Linked DNA regions of Triticum aestivum: region 1 is linked to region 2. A link is a contact called in public Hi-C data. All regions are on one chromosome and are shown on one strand. The core of a region is the stretch at or near the end of the contact, and the rest is flanking DNA. Distances in the headings are between cores, read along the strand shown. Region 1 overlaps LOC123083935. Region 2 holds the start of LOC123082362 (chaperone protein ClpB1).

Region 1 (5,714 bases), core at 942-3,441, 320 kb after region 2:
CACAGCTACCTAGACCAGCCATAAATGTGTTTGCAGCGTCATAAATAAGTGAAAACATATCTAGATAACACATAAATCATGAAAGTGGGTAATGCTTATGTAGCTAGTAATTTTCCATCCCTCTAGACACATTTCAACAGGTAAAATTACTCGATGGAAACAACTCATGGTCTCATACGTTAGATCATACCAGCTAATAAACAGATCAACAATGTTTCACATGTATATATAATTATATATCACAATCCACATAATCAAAGAATTTCCGGTTACCAAGCTGAAGATAAGTAAGTATCTACCTCGTCACCAGAACCATCAGAGTAAGGTTCCCTTTGGCCAGCATCAACAGCATCATCCCAGTCTTCAAAATCAAAAGCATCATCTTCTTCTTCTTCTTCTTCTTCTTCATCTTCAACGCGCTGGGGGATGCGGCGAGAAGTAGAGCAGCTACCCACTGAGTCGTCATTTTCCTGCATTTCACACAACCAATCTTAACATACCGTCCTTCCCGCCATGAAGCAAGAGGTCAACTCAGATATGGGAGCACATCAACAAATACCGTATATGCAAGAAGTAGTGACAGCAATGCACTTTCGTCCCTCTCCCCTGAAAGCAAAACAAAAGGTTAAAAACTGAAGGTGCAAAACATCAACAACACGAATGAAATGATCAAATGGAACTGACTACTACTACTTGTATTACCAATCTCTTTGGCGGCCTTCAGTACCATCTCTTTCGGGAAACCCATTTCTACATACATCCCAATTAACGAGGCAGAAGGAGCTGCCCCATTGGCCATCCCATCAGCGTCCTTTAGATCAGAAACAAACATCAGACTATGATCAAAATCATACCAAAACAATAACCTTATGCGAGCAATGACTAGCTCTTGTGCACTTGTGCTTAATTAAAGACACCCACTTCTATCACTTACCTGCCTCACCAGCGTGGACGGGCCAGGAGCATCAGTGTTTCTCGGGGCTGGATAAGACGAGACCCCAACGTGACCATCATTGTTCTCATCCAATTCGAATTCATCATTATCGCTAACCAAGTCCACTATCTGTAACATGAGTGACACCACAACTCAAACGCACAGAACAACAGCGAAAGCAAACCACCAGCAATGGAGAAGAGAAATAACGCGAGGGCATGCGACATCGCAAGTGAAGCCTTAAACAAGAAATTAGCACAGACACATTCGTTAGTATAAGTTCTAGAACGTGTTTAAATCGAAAGACAAACTGCGACCTTTTTCGATCCAACAGACCATTTACGACGTCCCACAGATGTCAAAATCGCGTGCACAGTTTATCGCATGCAATCGCAACCATAGCATCCACCGTCAAGAGCGGTTTCAAAGTAAAGACTGCTAAGGTGCTAACCATCACTAGACATGGAAACCTCGGCATGTAGCCGCATTTAAGAATGAATTTGCTTCCCTTGTCCAAGATCACATTTTGCAACTCCTAAAAGACATTACAGAAACCAAAGTCTCCAGATTGCAGGGGAAATTGCATTGCCTACAGCAAGATGGCAGCACATCTAACTACATGATGAAAAGGAAACCAACTACATTTCCAGTGTACTCTGTCTCTTCTCGGCTGTGACGACAAAGAATCGTTTCATGCAGAACATCTACAGAATCGAGGGGAGGAGAGGAGGGCTTTACCACCGCCATTGTTCCTGAACTGCCTGGAGAGCGAAATCACCCGGCCAAGTCCTATACAGCTCCCTCCCTGAGTCCCTGCGAACCAGGAAAAGCATTCAATTTTAGGGCGGCCGACGTACGGACGGACGGACGGGCACACGTCCCGCGAAATCCGCGGCCTCCCCGTTCCGCAGCGAAACCCTAGCCCACCAGACGGCCACGAGAGAGAGAGATGGGAGGAAGCCGGGGAGAGAGGCTGCTCACGTGCGATGATGCGACGGCGGCCGGCGTGGCTGGAGACGGCCGCGAGCGTGGACGGGGAGGGGGAGGAGGCGGCGGTGCCTGGACAGGAGGGCGCGGGCTCCGGGTCCGATGGCGCCGCCGGGGGTCTCCGGCGCGGAATGCGGGCGCCGATCGCCTCCTCGCCTCGTCGATGGCCCTCGGAGCGGCGGGGTGGAGCGGGGCGGAGGTGGCGGAGTAGGCGGAGAGGAGGCGGCGCCCCGACCAGGTCACAGCCAGACAAGAGGACTGGGGCGACGACACGAATCCACTCCACTTGTTGTAGCAGCTGGTGTTTCAGCTGGGCCTTCACTGAACTGGCCCATTGCTCGTTAAGGCCACCCCAGTCTTTTTATTTATTTATTTACTGTATTTAATGCAGTAATTTTTTTACTGCATTTAAGGACTCCCTTAGAAAGAATACTGTATTTAAGAAGATCACAAGTTGTCAAGGAACATAGATGAAGCCTCCCCGTATCTTCCCCTACTTAAACTCAGACTTTCCGAATACGTTTAACTTGAACCGGTTATGGATGGTGTTTTTCTTCCTCTTTAGTTAGGGCTATTAAAAAAAAGGATGCGAACAAAGCGAAGGGTAGAAGGAAATGCTATGGATTGCGGATGATAACCTTCAAAAATCCATAGATTATTTTGTGAAAAAGAAAGTGATAATTTCATTTTTATGATATACATTACAAAATTATTTTGTTTTATTCTCATGAATTCTTGCCGGTTCTTTTTTTGTGGAATTTTATGAATTTTAATTTCTTCCGCTAAAACTTCAAATGCCCAAAACCACCCTAGGAACTCCCCTCCAAAAGCATAAAATAAAGTGAAACAATTCATGGGTCTGAGGATTATTGTAGGATTATGATCAAAATAGCATCAGACAATACGAGATCATTTGTGTTCCATACTAAATAGGAAAAAATGGTAAATGCATTTCTCTTTTTTTCACATGATATAAATAGTCCTAGTGCTAGATAGACCGTGGCATTTTATTTTTTATATGTTTACTACATGCATGGTTTTGTATTTGCATATATTTTCCTGGAAAAACTGGGCTCAGGGTCGATGTTTTGGGAAGTTCTGGTTTATTATAAATTGTTGTGATAGGTTAGAGTTTAATTGGGACCCAGCACTGTTAGTTCATTCCAATTGAATATTTTCCTAATAATTATCCCTCCCTCCCTCCCTCTACATTTAACTTTAGGTGAGAATTGACATTCTTGTTACCCTATCCACCAGTTGCTTTGTCATTTTGTTGTTGATATGGTCTTGCTTGTTTCTCTTGTGCACTTTTGGGAAATGTTTGGTCAGTAGCCAAAAATTGGTATGCCAATATGTTGGCAAGCCTACCAACTTATTTTGCAAACATAAAACTTGTTTATTTTTGGCAACTTTTGGAGTTGGCTACCAACCAAGCATACCCTTGGTAGCTACCATTAGAGTCAAATCAAACAAAGAAAGCATAAGGAAATCCTATGAAAAGTCACAAATACTCACTAGTGATCTAAATACTCTTATATTTCTTTACGGAGGAAGTACTGTTCACTAGGCGACGTCTGGTTTGCAGTTCTGTGCGTAAAAACCAGTGTTTTCCCATGATGAAACCCATGGAACTGATGCAGAAAGAAGTTCCCAAGAACTAACAGAAAGAAACAGCAGGCACATGGCTCTTGATATTGCTAAATGAGGGATAAACGGTTACACCACTGTGCAGACTGATTAACGAAGTCATTGGCATTTTATTCTGGCAATAGAGCAGTTTCGATCGAAAGTAGCGACTAGCGACTGTCAAATTACATGATTTCCTCCTGGGTTTCCTCGGCTTCTGCATTCTGATGCTACTCAGTGTAACACTGTACATTGCAATGCGCGTATCTTACATAACGACACATCTAGCTGCTAGCCCTTTCTGCTCCACTCTCTGATCATCGTTGCCTGCAGAGAAAAATTAGAGTCGGTTTAGAATCGGTCGTCATATGCATGAAAAATTCGAAAATGAAAACTGCACTGGCTTCTAGAAATTAAGAACTCCTTGCAGCTGGAACTTCACAGCAGAGAATGGACTTTGTGGTTTGGCAAGCTACTCTTGGCAGGCAAGAATTTTGGTAAGTCAGATTGATTCATTCAAGTAGATCTCAGCCACACTGAATTAGTGAAAAGGACAACTACCTTCATGAGGCTGGTGGAGCCTGCGGTTCTGAGGGGTTGACATCTCCTTTTTAAGGCTGATGAGGATGTCTTCCATTGTATGTTCCCTTTTCCAGTTTCCAAGCATAGGAAATCGTCTTGGATCAACCTAGACAAATAGCTCACAGTAAGTACTAAGGTAAACATCACATCAACAACTTCACCACAGGTTGGGTTTTTTTTTTTGCACAAGTACCATTCCAGTTTCTTGATTCACACATGTCATATTGACCCTAGCCTGGAACCGGACAGTCGGTGGTTTGTCTGGATAATCTGTATCACAGAACAACTTCAATTGATAGATTCGTCCCTCGTGAACAGTCTGTGAGACAAAAATAAATAAGTGCAGTAATCAGCTGGCTCGAGCATAAGGAAGCAAAAAACAATTAATATCTACTCATGGGTATTCTACAACATACATTGGGTGGACCAATAATAGTTCCTGTCCAGGAGCGCATATATATGTCATCGGCATCATCCATCCCATAGCTCACAGTTCCATCACCAATGCCCTTCTCACCTCTCTCAAGTTCTTCCAAAAGTCTGAAGTTTCTGGGAACTGAAGTACAGATAACAGTTAGTACAACAGAAAATGCAATAAATTATTATGAGCAGCTCATTCAAGCAGAGTAAAACATGAATCCAGTAACATCATTTGAAATTCTAATGGTAGAAAATTAAGGAAAAGCATAATTCCCTAATTTATTGGGATACTTATAATAGTACACTTATAATTTTTAAAGATGTTTTCAATGTCATAAAATTGGAGTGTAGTAGCTAAGTTAACAGTTGCAGTATTAACATAAGCTATCCATTTAAATAGCAGAAAAGGGTGATGTTTAAGGGAAACAATGTTGTGTGCCTAGATTATAGACAACATATTGAAACAAAAGAGAAGAGTATAGAGCCACAACTCGCAGCATTAACCCTAGCATTGCACAAGACCTGCTTAATAACTGCAATCAAGCACAAGGAACAATATCTGGAGGTACTAAAGACGCACAACAAGCCAATACTTGTTTCAATATTGGCATATTTGCCTATGGCAGTATTCTTCTCATAAGAGGTTATTCAAGTTGTAAACAGGTTGCAGATGGTCCATGTTGTTTAGAAGACTAGTGTCTTGCCCCATGAATGGAGATTAATGACCGCGTACAAAATCGGCTATAAGTTACAAGTGAATGTTAGTTGTCAAGTCTTTCAATTTTCAAGATTGGCTTGACAGGTGTGACTGTCCTAGCTAAAGCATCTAGTATAAACTGACTTATTGGCCTTTAACTTGTAGCGCCCAAAAGGCAAGGCTCTTAGTAGACAGGGCCTTTCGGTATATCGGTATATCAAATAAAATCCCGAGGAGCCCGATCTGTTAAGCAGCGTCGACTTTAAGTATTTAGTTCTTCAATGGCAGGATATACTCTTAATAGATGGATAGCTCTTCACAAGTTGTGCCTTTGGAAGACAAGTATGGGTTATGGTTTCATCCTGGCAAAATCAGCCGTTCGTCCCATTACTGTGATCACATGCTAGGGTTGGTAATGGTTCAATCATTGAGTGAGGGTAGGCTTGCTATATCGAGGAGGAAGAGAGA
Region 2 (6,049 bases), core at 3,078-5,577:
GGAAATTCAGAGCGTATGTTGAAGCACCACAATTTCCATTTTGTGCCAATCCTCCATTCATTATTAAAGCGCACAAGCAGGAGAGAAAGCGTGACATTCTGACTCCATGAACAAAGCAACTGAACAATACAGAACAACAGCTCCTTGGATAGATTTACTATATGCAGGGATATTACAGGGAGCACAAGCGCTTCAGCTAAACAACATAGACCCTGTCAGACATTGTGCTTCACTTAACAGCGTGCATCCTAGCGATAAACTAACTTTAGCATGCCTTAACTACAGAGTACTCCCTCCGTAAACTATAAGAGTGTTTAGATCACTATTTTAGTGATCTAAACGCTCTTATATTAGTTTACAGAGGGAGTACTTAAGAAGACACAAAACTAAACCCATATATATACAAAAGACTCTGACTGACTGATTGGAGAGGCACAAAGGTCACAGAAAGGTCAACATATGAAGTTGGTGATAACTAACACCAGAGTCATGGAAAATAGGGGTTTTCCTTCTTCTAATATATTGCAAACAACTGCTTCGAGTAATGAAAAGCCATCTTGTGACAGAACTCAGAGCATACCGATCGTACTCTGCTAATTAAGTTAATCTGTTAACTAAATGTGTCACTGATAGTGGGGCCCCACTAGTTGCAAGAACAGGTGATCAACGTATTCTTCTTTACCACGGAACTAACATTAAGTTTCATGACTAGCCTCAACTGTATTTACAGGTTCAATAGCCTAAGTGAGTTCTCTCCTGAATAAATATGGATATGGTGATTGTTCATAAACTCCTTGAAAATTTGACAAACTTATTATCAGTGTTCCAAGCTCCATGTGTTTTAGAGCTAGCTAAGTCCGCGCTGGTCTAGGCTCACCTCCTTCTTCACCACTTGATACTTCAAACCCTTCTTGTCGTCAGTAACTTCAATGCAGATTGTTGAGCCTTCACTGGCTTCTCCCTTGACCAACATCTTGGAAAGCGTTGTCATCACATTCTTTTGCATCCACCTTCTTATGGGTCTTGCACCGTAGGTCTACAAGAGGTGTTGATGCATGGTTACCGAAACATACAAACATGCGGAGAAGAAACAATCTCCGGTCATATGCAAACACGAGGCTTTAAACATGTGATAATTTTGAACAGAAGATATACTTACTGGGTTGTATGATTCCGATAAGATGGTGTCCAACGCGGCATCACTAACAGAAAGAGAGATGCCCTTGGTAGCTACTCTGGCCATAATGCTCTTCATCTGGATTTTCATTATCTCCTTCAGTTTGTCGTGCGAAAGCGGCTCAAATATAACGATCTCACTCAGTCTGTTCAGAAGCTCAGGCTTGAAGTGCTTGCAAACCTATACGAACAAATACATACCATAATTAGCAATTGCTGTTGCAGCTTTCGCAGGGGCTGTCTGGGATTTACAGACCTGTTCCATGAGAAGTTCCCGTGTAGATTCGGTTGTGTTTTTTCTAGCCGTCTTTGATATTAGGTAATCAGATCCAAGATTTGAGGTCATGATGATGATGGTATTCTTGAAATCTACAGTCTGGCCTCTGCCATCAGTCAACCTGCCATCATCAAGGATTTGAAGAAAAATATTGAACACCGAGGGATCTGCCTTCTCCACCTCATCAAAAAGGATGACACTGTACGGGTTCCTCCTAACTTTCTCAGTCAGTTGTCCACCATCCTCATGGCCACGATAGCTTTAAAGATGTTAAAAGAGACCAGTCAGACTTCAGATTAAGACTAGGTACAATAAGATAATGAAATGCTAAGAAAATAAGAAAAGAGCACACAGTATGCGAATTAAACCTTGGAGGTGCTCCAACGAGACGCAACACAGAACTACTCCCGACATATTCAGACATGTCAAAGCGAACCAACATCTTCTCGCTATCAAATAGCTGCTCGGCAAGAGCTTTTGCGAGTTCTGTCTTTCCAACACCAGTTGAGCCCAAGAAGAGGAAAGAGCCTATGGGCTGGCCAGGATGATCAAGGCCAGCTCTAGAACGTAACACTGCATCTGCAACTAGGTTGACGGCTTCATCCTGGCCAACAACTCGCTCATGCAGTCTGTCCGCTAGGCAGATTAACTTATCCTTCTCCTCTTGATTAAGTGCGGTGACGGGAATTCCAGTCCATCGGCTCACAACCTTCAAATAACAACATAGGAACATTCATGGAAAGCATGACTCGTCGATCACAACAATAGACACAAATATCATTAAGAAAAGAATGCCTACTTGTGCGACATGATCTGGGGTGATAATTGCTTCCTTCCTTGCATTTGCAGAGCTACTTTTTTTAGTGTTCACTTCCGCCTTTTGGCGGTTAATCTGCCTCATCTTTTTGCTTGCAGTGGCGCATGCCTCGTCAATTAGATCAATTGCCTTGTCAGGAAACTGACGACCTGCAGTACAGATAGAAATAACATCCATCAATTTTCTCCAGCATATACATTCTTGCCGCTAATGGATGCATTGATGTACCCAATGCAACAAGGGTGCTCCAATGTGATTATCCTCTCCCTTGAATTGTACAGCACAACTTCATGTAAATAGCCTAAATTGGCAAGTAAGCCTCAACAAAGATGAACATCTGAATGTAACAAATTAAGATCATATATACTCCATCTTCTTCCCTTCCATTCTTTTTAATTATACTTCCTAAGTGACTAGGTGGGTGCACATCAATCAAAATGAGTAAAACTGATGGGTTCCTCACCGGTGATATAGCGGCCAGCAAGCTGTGCAGCAGCAACAAGAGCTGCATCCTGGATTTCCAAGCCATGGTGCCGTTCGTGCCGCTTCTTTAGCGCCTGCAGAATCTCAATGGTTGTGTCCATGCTCGGCTCCTCGACCTGCACCTTTTGGAACCGCCGCTCCAGTGCGGCATCCTTCTCGATGTACTTACGGTACTCATCGAAAGTTGTGGCACCCACGCAGCGGATACGGCCACGGGCCAATGCTGGCTTCAGCATGTTGGCAGCATCGTTGGCACTCTTCCTGGAGCGCCCGGCACCAAGAAGCATGTGCATCTCGTCGATGAACAGAATCACCTTGCCGTCCGCGGCCTCCACCTGCTTTATCACATCCTTCATGCGTCTCTCGAAGGAGCCACGCCACTTGGTCCCAGCCACCAATGCTCCGACGTCGAGCTCAATGACGCGCGCGCCGGCAAGAACGTCGGGGACCATCCTGGCGGCAATGCGTTGGGCGAGGGCCTCGGCGACGGCCGTCTTGCCTACCCCTGCAGCGCCGACGAGCGCGACGCAGTTCTTGGTCCGGCGGCAGAGGATGGAGACGACACGGTCAATCTCGTCGTCGCGGCCGATCACCGGATCGGTTTTTCCAGCCGATGCCGTCATGTCCCGGCCGAACTTCAGCAGGCACGCACGGCGTTGGTAGTACCTCCACGCTGCCGAGCCCACAGCAGCGGCTGCCCCAAGGCAGAGGACGGCTTTGGTGTCGCTAGACAGGTTTCCGCCCGAGCGCGGCACAGAGGCTCCCGACCGATCGAAGGCTGCACTCCTTGCCATGCTTGCCATGGCCCTGTCGAAATCCATAACCTGAACAAAGCAAAACACCGGATTGCTCCATACATTACATCTTGTCTACATGAAAGACCACAAGTACTACTTGTCTTACAGGGATTAAACTTTGTTTTTGCATGCGGTGTGGAGTTCTGAAACTGATTTAACCTAGCAGTGCTAGACGATATCAAGGTAGCGGGGGATTTGATGATAACCCCCCCCCCCCCCCCCCCAGTTCATGTCACTTTGATCATAACCCCCCCTTTGTGTCACTGACATGTGGGACCAGACCCCACATGTCAGTGACACAAAGGGGGGGTTATGATCAAAGTGACATGAACTGGGGGGTTATCATCAATTAGGATTTCGCAAAAATGAGGGACAGAAAGTTAAACCTTTTTTTTCAGAAAACAGAGGACTCCTGAGCGTAGCTGCTCCGATGATCGCCGCCGCTCGCAGCGATGTCCAGTCCGCCGCTGCTCGGCCCAATGCCCAGGACCCCTCGTCGACTCGGCTTGGTTAGGTGCGCGCAGGCGCCGTTCGAGTCCCCAATCCCCCGACGGGTGCTCCGCCGCTCAACGCCAGAAACCCTCGTCGCCTCGATCTGGGTAGGTGCGCACCGGCGCTGCCCCAGTTCCAATCCACCGGTGGGTGCTCCGCTGCTCACCGCTCACGCCCAGGAGCCCTCGTCGGCTCGACCTGGTCAGGTGCGCGCCGGTGGCGGCGCCGCTCGAGTCCCCGTCCCGTCTGCTCTCGCACGCACTTCCCTTTTTTTTCGATAACCAACACGCACGCACATGTCCAAGGGTAAAAGCACGCACTTTCGTGGGCTACCCTTCTAACTGGACCGTAAGGCTGGTAAAGGCCGGTTACGCAGGGCCAGCCCTATGTGTCGCTTATAGCGATATCTAGCGTGCTCTTGCGTCAGGCGCCTTCAAATGTGTATATAAAAAAAATGTTGACTATGTATCAAAAAAATGTCAGTGGGAGGGAGAGATGTCTTCATTAAATCCATAGCCCAGGCAGTGCCAGTATATTTCATTTCATGTTTTAAGCTACCCTGGGGTCTTTGTGAGCATGATTCGTAAATTTTGATGGGAATGCAAAGAAGGTTAGAGGAAACGTAGTTGGGTCTCGTGGAGTGTGATGGCTAGACCAAAGTTTTGTGGCGGACTTGGATTCTGAGATGTTGAGCTATTTAATCTTGCACTCTTAGCAGACAGGCGTGGCGGATCCTTACTGATCAAAACTCACTGAGCACAAGAATTTTGAAGGCAAAATACTTCTCGTTGTGTGACTTTCTGAAGGTCGAACTTGGCAGTGCACCATCACAGATTTGGCGAGTTATAGTGGAAGGGTGAGACACAATGACCCAGGGCCTAATTAGGCGCATAGGAGATGGTGAGGCCACTTAAATATGGAGCCATAACTGGCTCCCACGAGATTTTAACATGCTTCCAATTGTAAGTTTGGTCACTAATCTCCATTGTTAGTTTCTGGGTTGATCACAGGTAATGCCGAGTGGGACCACCAAAGAATTCCTGAGGTGTTTTTGCCAACATATGTCGAAGCAATCATGTCTATGCCGGGCCGCGGAGGAGGAGCAGCGCGAGGCCGAGGAAGAGGAGCGCGAGGCCGAGGAGAAGGCGCGCCAGGCCGCCGCTGCACAGGCGGCCGCACAGCCCCCCACGCCGGCACTTCCCATGTCAGCACTGCCTGCGCCCGACATGGCCGCGCTCTGAAACACAGCGTTCTCCTGGACCGGGCCAGCGCCGACGCTCATCGACCTCACGGACCCTGAGGACGACGACAACGACGCCTAAAGCAGCGCACTACCTCCTAGTTTAGGTTGTTTTTATTTTTTTAAATACAAATGTGGACGCGTGGACTCTCACTGGCCTTTGTGGCCGGCTTTATATTTAATTAATGTTGTTTTTCTTTTTTAATATGCATGCGTTTTTTTTTCTAACTCCATCAAAATGGGTCAGGCCAGCGTTGGGCGTACGTGCGCCTAAACGCGAAAACGGACATCCGTGTCCGTCTGGCCAATCCAAACGGACAAAAGCACCGTCCGTTTGGGTCAACCCGTTGAAGTTGCTCTGACTGTTTTCTTTAAATAAGAAATGTAGTACAAATGCAGAGCTTATACAATACACACGCACGGTCATTTCTTGTAAAACACATGCGCACATTTAGTCCAACCGATCGTCTTCCATCGGTATGCACCCTTCGCCGGTAGGCAAAACAAGAACTATGGTGCAGTGAAGTAGTGATGTAGCACGACCCACGCCCATGCCGGAGCCGTGAATACCAGACAAAGTGTACCACGCACGAGGCCGCAGCACTCTTGTCCCGTCCATACGTGATAGTACATGCATGGTGATGGTGATTGCTCGTACTCCTAGTCCTAGCTTAGGATGCTCGCGGTTGCGGTCCGACGGCGGAGTACGTACGTACTCCAACGTACTGGTGTCGCCGGGGGCTAAATTTCGTATTTTGATCCTTTTC

The links. A called contact is a pair of places that touch in the nucleus more often than the background predicts.
Region 1: a Hi-C map of leaf shows a contact between it and region 2, with 3 times the contacts expected there. The contact joins the enhancer-like site here to the promoter of LOC123082362 in region 2. A contact is called at or near these places in 3 of 5 Hi-C or Micro-C datasets (leaf and an unstated tissue) and 1 of 1 datasets of contacts at active chromatin or transcription factors (leaf).

What each region holds. Positions count from the first base shown.
Region 1 is chr4A:578,773,715-578,779,428 of IWGSC CS RefSeq v2.1, forward strand. It overlaps LOC123083935, which reads right to left. Exons shown (of 12, transcript XM_044505794.1): 9 at 4,546-4,685; 10 at 4,323-4,448; 11 at 4,109-4,235; 12 at 3,580-3,874. The coding sequence ends at 3,816. It also overlaps the pseudogene LOC123087104. Among protein-coding and RNA genes, the nearest start is that of LOC123087105, 5.7 kb to the left of the region's middle. Within about 2 kb of position 2,192, at least 2 of the 8 cell types and tissues checked have an H3K27ac peak or open chromatin away from gene starts, as enhancers often do.
Region 2 is chr4A:578,449,542-578,455,590 of IWGSC CS RefSeq v2.1, forward strand. LOC123082362 (chaperone protein ClpB1) reads right to left here and starts at 4,328. Exons shown (of 7, transcript XM_044504706.1): 1 at 3,937-4,328; 2 at 2,734-3,577; 3 at 2,253-2,419; 4 at 1,822-2,162; 5 at 1,433-1,712; 6 at 1,160-1,357; 7 at 92-1,036. The coding sequence starts at 3,574. The coding sequence ends at 848.